Linked DNA regions of Triticum aestivum: region 1 is linked to region 2. The links are chromatin contacts, called in public Hi-C maps. All regions are on one chromosome and are shown on one strand. Each heading gives the region's core, a stretch centred on a gene start, on an enhancer-like site or on the middle of the called end of the contact. The rest is flanking DNA. Distances are from core to core; before and after follow the strand shown. Region 1 holds the start of LOC123116456. Region 2 holds the start of LOC123112518.

Region 1 (3,794 bases), core at 665-3,164, 340 kb before region 2:
CACCGCCCGTAACTGCAACTGCAAGTAACGAACAACCCATGTGACGCGGGCACCAACTTTAGCCCATCTGATCACTCATGTTTCGGGTTGGGTGAACTGAAAGAAAGAAATGTGAGCCACTACGATGAATAACTCTTAACCGAACAAAATCACTCTGTACGTACCAAGTTCTTGGGCCTTGGTTTTCATGGCACCCAATGCACCTAGTACCAACCATACGGTGTGGCAGACAGGTGGCCACATGTGGCATGCGTAATTGTGTGTTACTGCCGCCAGTTATGGCTTGGAGCAAGGCCAGAAGCCGTGGTGACCAAATGCAGCACCGGACAAAAAGCCCCTGAGGGCAGACTCTGGACGATGGCCCTGCATACGTCGCCTGCATGCCGTCTGTTCCTACGATCGACTGGAAGCTCTGGATTTATTTCACTTGTCATATACTCCACCGGCAACTTCATTCACTCAGACGCGCAGAGAACCAGAGACCAACAACAACCGAATGGATCTTTGTTATCTGTGCGTGTGGTGTGGATGAACCAGCTGCACAGTAGAATTTGGAGCATACTACGTACACTGTTGCGGTAGGGACAAATTAAGACTGCCGGATTTTGGAGGCGCGCACTGCGCAGTACGCGCAGGCTGTTACGGTAGAGACAAATGAAGATCTTCAGAAGAGAAAATAATTCACCACTGGACCGGCCGGAGAAGAGAAAAGGAGAGGGGGAAGGAAGCTGTGTCATGTCCCGATTAGCATGGAAGATTCTCCGTGTCTCTTCTCTCTCGGCGTCGGGCCGGACGGCGGCACCACCAGAAAGCACGCCCGCCGCACCCAAATCTCCATGGATTACCGGACATGGCATCCGAATTAATTAGCGAGAACGGTGGATCTATCCACCCGAATTGATTAGTCGCCTCGTCTCGTCCTTCATGCAGCTGCAGCAGGCAGCCGGCCGCATCCGCCATGGATGTTCTGAGCGCCGATCGATTGACAACAAGAGGATTCTGGCTGACATAAGGGGAATGAAGATAATTGCACAATTCTGAATTTCTGATACTACTGGCTATCATAATTAATTAATTAATTACCAGGATCTCTCTGAATTTTCTTACAACCTTCTTCCGCCCGTAATTAACAACCTACCTTATTATACAGCTTGCATGAGAATTTCACATAGCCATGGCAGAAGGAAGCACACATGCTACAAAGAACAACACCTTATTTATGTATATGATGAGACCAAACTCATAATTTACCATGGCCACGAACCCAGGAGAGGAGAGGAGGAGAGAAGCAAGCAGACTGTGAGAATTCTCCAGGAGATCAATCGACCGAACCGGGGTGGGCATGGGCGTCGACCAGATCGCAGCATCACCATCACGACGCCCGGATCCGCTTCTCGGCGGGCACGGGCATGGGCATCGACCGGAACACGGTGGAGAGGTCCCGCGGGACGGTGAGGCACACCCGTGCCGTCGTCGTCGCCGTCAGCGTCGGCCGCGACTTCCGCTTCAGCGCCGGAAGCCGGGGCACCGGCGGCTTGCGCGGCGCCGCTGGGCACTCCTCGGGCAGCAGGATCCTGCACTCCTTCGACGTCGGCGTCGACGGAGCCTTCTCCTCCTGCTCCGCCGCTGCAGCCTTCGTCGTCTTGTCCTCCGCTGCCGCCGACTCCTGCGTGGACGACGCCGGCGACGGAGAGGCCGAGGCGGCGTCGGAGGGCCGCGAAGGCGCCGTCTTGATCGGCGGCAGCGACGGCAGGGACTCGTCGGCGGAGGAGGCCATTGCTGTCGGCCGGATCGGCGGTGAAATTCGCGGCGCGAGTGGGTGGAATGGGATCGAATTCTTGTTCCCTGGTGGGTGCAGGAGGTGGGTAAAAAACAGAAGCGAGGAAAGAGAGAGAGAGGTTGGGGCTGTAGGCCTGTAGCGCCAAGGGGTTAAATAGTAGCGGCACCGAATAGAGGAGGGAGACAGGGAGGCGAAAGAAAAGAAAGGCATTTATGAAGGGTGTAATTGCAAACTTTTTGGGGGTTTAGTTTGCCATGAGTTATGTCCCTACTAACTGCTGACAGCGAGTGGTGCTGTTTATTACATTGAGTGAATTTTACTTAAGTCGGAGGAGGAGGCAAGACTTTTATGCATTTTGCAAATGGAACCTTCAATTCTGAGGACCTCCTTGATTTGCAATGTCACATATCACACTTGAATCATGCAATTGGTATCAAAGTTGAATAACTCTTTCTAAGAAGATATGAATCAATAGGAATTCTGTGAGTGTCGTAAAATAGAGCACAACCTCGGAAGAAGTGCATGGATGAACCCGGGTACATATGAACCCACTTTGAAAAACACATTTCTAAATGCAAAAAAAATCTGAAAAAAGTTGCACGGGTACGTCTTCATGTTTTATGTGCGTGCATAAAGTTTCACGGAAAAATCACTTTTTTGTGGCCTGTGCAAAAAAGACAAAAAATTATGTCGTAAACGCTATTTAGAAGCACTGGAATTTCTCTTTTTTGCGAAGGCAAACCAAAAAGGCATTTTCACAAAACTTTGTGTCGCGCACACACATTTGTGAACATGTATGCATGAAATTTTCTTTTATATTTTTTGACATTTTAAAACATGCTTAAAATGCATTTTTTTTCAAAAGTGGGTGTTGATGCCCCTGCGTTCAGGACGTGCCCACTCACAACCTTGGTTACTTCTTCATACCACAATATATATCTATATAATGCACCCCAACTATTACTACCATGACACAACATCTACACATTTGATATGCATGTATGGAACTCCAAGAATCCATGTAAGTACTCCCCCCCCCCCCCCCCGCGGCGCTATTTCTGATAGTGTTTTAGCGCATGTAACAAGCAACCAATAAATTTTCAGTAATGCCCGACGAAACTGGATGAAGCCATATCCTATCTAGTCTGCACTAAATTTTGTGTCTAGCTCCTAGATATATGTGGTGGAAAAACTATTAATATTGGGAGAACATTGCAATTCCTTTTTGGAACCTATTTGTTTGGGCTTTTGCTTTTGCAGCTTTTTCACTTTAACCAATAAGTCATAAAAGCTCCTAATTAGGTGATTTTGAAGCTTTTATGGCTTTTGATGAATCAATATAACAGCATTTGACTCCAAAAGCCATAAAAACTCCAAAAGCACTTATTTTAGGAGCTTTTATGGCTTTTTGAACAAAGTGAAAAGGTGACAAAAGCAGAAGCAAAAGCCCAAACAAACAGGGCCTTGGAAGTTGAAAGGTTAGAGTAGCATGAACATTTGGTGTGGCAAACTAGGATGGCCTCACTTGCAGGGATTAATTGCTATGTTCTAAAATGTTCTTAACGGGCAATGACAACCAGTACGTAATATCATGAGAAATTTTCACTTAAGTTCAGCTGCGAAGATGACATAAACACAAAAAACCTAACTCGCTAACATAACCGAAATCGATATACTTCATTCCCACTCAACACCATGGAATAAATGTATGTACATATCCTTACAATTGACCCCAGCTTTTTATAGCATTACTTACCATCCGTATTGTTGGTATGTCTATATCCAGCTCTAACGAATCCTAGAATTGCCCCCTTGCTTTCGCAGACAGTTTGTCGACAAGTGTAACAAATGGGAAGAAAATTCATGCAACGTCAGGCCAAAATGGATGACGCCTTATTCTATCTAGCGTGCATTAAATTGCATTCCTAGAGCCTAGATACGCGCAGACAAAACTAATATTGTGATATCTCACATTTGCATTTTTCTTTGGAAGTCAAAAGGTCGTAGGTAGAAA
Region 2 (3,457 bases), core at 653-3,152:
GCGCAAGAATAAGGTGGCAGGAGCCAAAAAAAGATGTGTGTTATCCAAACATCCCTCCTATAATTATGTTCTTTCCATCTAAAATATCTCGGACCACTCATAATACTTACTCTTAACACTATTTCATAGGTAGATTAGGGAAGTGGCAAGATTATTAATTAGGGAAGTGGTAGATTAGGGACATAACCCTAAACCCTGTCGACACACAATATAGCATGGGCAAACTAGCAGAAGTCATTATGAACTGACGGAACCACCCCTTGATCTAGGTTATTGACATGTTCTCACGCTCCAACGAATGTTTGTTGGCGCGAAAGTTTGAATCGTTTGAGAGGTTTCTTGAGAGATAATACCAAATTAACGTTGACGATACCATAGTTTTCTTGAGAGGTCCATGCAACCCTACTGATAGACGATAGAACAAGGACACATTAGTAGAAGGCAGTGGCGGAGCTATGTACCTATGTACAAGTCTGCACCCCCCCCCCCAACTTTGTACCAAACTATGAAGAACTTTTTTTAATGAGGCCTTAAGTGAGAATTTTTAGCATTTCACACCCTCAAACACTCATGTTTTACTCTTGCCCCCCGCCCAACAGTTTCTACCTAGCTCCGCCACTGGTAGAAGGTCATGATTAACTCATTGAACCATCCCTCGCTCTAGGTTATCTGCATGTTCTCACACTCTAGCAGATGTTTGTTATCGTGGGAGTTTGAATCGTTGTAGAGGTTTCTTTAGAGAGACAATACCAAATTAAAGTTGTCGATGTCATAGTTTTCTGGACGTACATGTAACCCTAAACCCTACCGACAAATGATATAACATGGACATATTAGTAAAAGGTGATGATTAACTAACGAAACATCCCTCACTCTAGGTTATCCATGTTCTCGCACTCTAGTGGATGTTTGTTGTCGCGGGAGTTCGACTCGTTCGAGTGGTTTCTTTAGAGAGATAATACCAAATTAAAGTTCACGACACCATAGGTTTTCGGACGTACACGTAACCCTAAATCCTACCGAATGATATAACATGGACATATTAGTAAAAGGTCATGATTAACTAACAAAACATCCCTCGCTCGTGTGAGAGTTCAAATCAGTCGAGAGGTTTCTTTAGAGAGATGATACCAAATTAAAGTTGAGGACTCCATAGGTTTTCAGACGTACATGTAACCCTAAAGCCTATCGACGAATGATATAACATGGACACTAATGGAACGCCACTCGCTCTAGGTTATGGACATGTTCTCACACTCTGGCAGATGTTTGTCGCGCGTGGGAGTTTAAATTGTTCGACGGGTTTCTTGAGAGAGATAATACCAAATTAGAGTTGACGACGCCATAGGTTTTTGGACGTACACGCAACCCTAAACCCACCGACAAAAGATGAAACATGACAAATTAGTAAAAGGTTATGATCATTAACTCACGAAACCAACCCATCGCTCCAGGTTATCGCCATGTTCTCACACTCTTGCAGGTGTTCGTTGGCGTGGATGTTCTAAACGTTCGAGAGGTTTATTGAGAGGGATAATACCAAATTAAAGTAGCCGATACCAAAAAAATCCGACTTACACGTACCCTTAAACCCCACCGACACACCATACAACACGGGCAAATTAGTACTACAAGGCGACAGAACCATCCCTGATTCCAGGGTATCGGCTGGTTCTTACACTCAAGCGGATGTTTGTTCGACACTGAAGTCGAATAGTTCTAGAGGCATCTGGAAGGGGGTTCATGTTCCCCTAAAAAAAAGGAAGAAGAAAAGGGGTTTGTGTACCACACACTTTAGGCAGTAGTGTGGTGCATTGGGTTATAGGCCATAGAGGATCCTGGCCCTGGTGGGCGCCCATGCCGTGAGCCTACAAAGACCCCGCCTACCCAACTCCTCTCCTGTCGTTGCTCTTATCTTATCCCATCACCCATTTCTTCCTCTTTCCTCCCTCTCTCTCTCTCTCTCTCTCTCTCTTACACAAGTTGCTGCTGAGTTGGTGTTGTCCTTGTTCCTGGACGGACACATCCGACATGTCGACGGCGGTGGCGCGGCCCTTCGGCGGGTTCCCTGGATCGGGGAGGGCCAAGGGGGATGAGCTGCTCGGCAAGAAGATGAGCGACGGGTTCTTCATCGAGGAGGAGGAGGAAGAGGAGGCGGAGGAGGTGCTGACGGAGAGCTCCTCCATCGGGGCGCCGTCGCCGTCGAGCTCTTCCATCGGGGAGGACTCCTCGTCGGAGGTTGGTGGCGAAGGGGAAGACGAGGAGGTGGAGAGCAAGCTCAAGGAGGAGCCCGGGCTCGGGTGCCTGGACGCCCTGGAGGACTCCTTGCCCATCAAGTGAGTCAAATGCTTCTCTGAATATGCTTCCTTTTGCTTGCCCAAAATGAGGAAAAAAAGAAGATCTTTTTTGGGGATTCTTTGATCCATTTGCAAAAGCGCGAGTAGGAAATTAGTATGATGTTTCATCGTATTTAGAGATCACAAGTTATCATCGGTTCCTCAATTGCAATTGATTTGATCGAGCGAGGAAGAGAGGGGTATGGAAAATTGATCCTTCGTTTTCTTGGCGATTTTTCAGGAACGGGCTGTCAAGCTTCTACGCCGGCAAGTCCAAGTCCTTCACCAGCCTCGCGGAGGCGGCGGCGCGGGACGCCGTGAAGGAGCTCGCCAAGCCGGAGAACCCCTTCAACAAGCGCCGCCGCATTCTGGCCACCTGGTCGCGCCGCGCCTCCTGCAGCTCGCTGGCCACGGCCACCTACCTGCCCCCGCTCCTCGCCCCCGACCACGCCCTCCCCGAGGGCGACGAAGGCGAGGAAGACGACGACTCCGACTCCGGCTCCGACGAGCAGCACCGCGGCAAGAACGGGTGGGAGGCGCCGGCATTGCCGCCCCCTCGGCTCAGCGTGAACACCCAGACCGGCGCATCGGCGGCGAGGAGGGGCGGCAGCTTCAGGTCGCCGAGATCGTATTCACTGTCAGATCTTCGAAACGGCGGTGATGCTAGTTATAATCAGTAGCTGCGAATTCGCAGCCATTGATCTCTCTTGTGTCCCATAGATCTGTCACTACTACTTACTCCTTAATTATATATAAGTAAGCAATCGCAAGAGCATGTGTAAGTGTCTAAGCTAAATTCGTTGTGTTCTTGTATCCATGTCCTGGATCCCGTTGACCTCGCTCACCTCATGTACGCAGACATGTATGAACTGCTCCGGTGAACTGAGTTCACCGAACTGATCCAACACCCCGGCCATCATTAACTAATGATGAACGATCCTCGAGATAAGATTAGTTAGTTAATTAATGGCATCGCTCCTGATCCTTTCGTCCTGTACAAACATATATATACAATTTGTTGATGCAATTTGATTTGCTGGATAGGGGATCCCCGCCATGATTGTGCTCTACCACCAAGTGGGTAGGTCGCCCTTAAGCCATGCTTTTGCCTTGTGGTGGGA

What was found. A called contact is a pair of places that touch in the nucleus more often than the background predicts.
Region 1: a contact with region 2 is called in a Hi-C map of leaf, with 6 times the contacts expected there. The contact joins the promoter of LOC123116456 here to the promoter of LOC123112518 in region 2. A contact is called at or near these places in 1 of 5 Hi-C or Micro-C datasets (leaf) and 1 of 1 datasets of contacts at active chromatin or transcription factors (leaf).

Annotation. Positions count from the first base shown.
Region 1 is chr5B:466,237,800-466,241,593 of IWGSC CS RefSeq v2.1, reverse strand. It overlaps LOC123116456, which reads right to left and starts at 1,914. Exons shown (of 1, transcript XM_044537408.1): 1 at 1,043-1,914. The coding sequence starts at 1,777. The coding sequence ends at 1,373.
Region 2 is chr5B:465,903,064-465,906,520 of IWGSC CS RefSeq v2.1, reverse strand. LOC123112518 reads left to right here and starts at 1,902. Exons shown (of 2, transcript XM_044533528.1): 1 at 1,902-2,336; 2 at 2,578-3,377. The coding sequence starts at 2,032. The coding sequence ends at 3,016.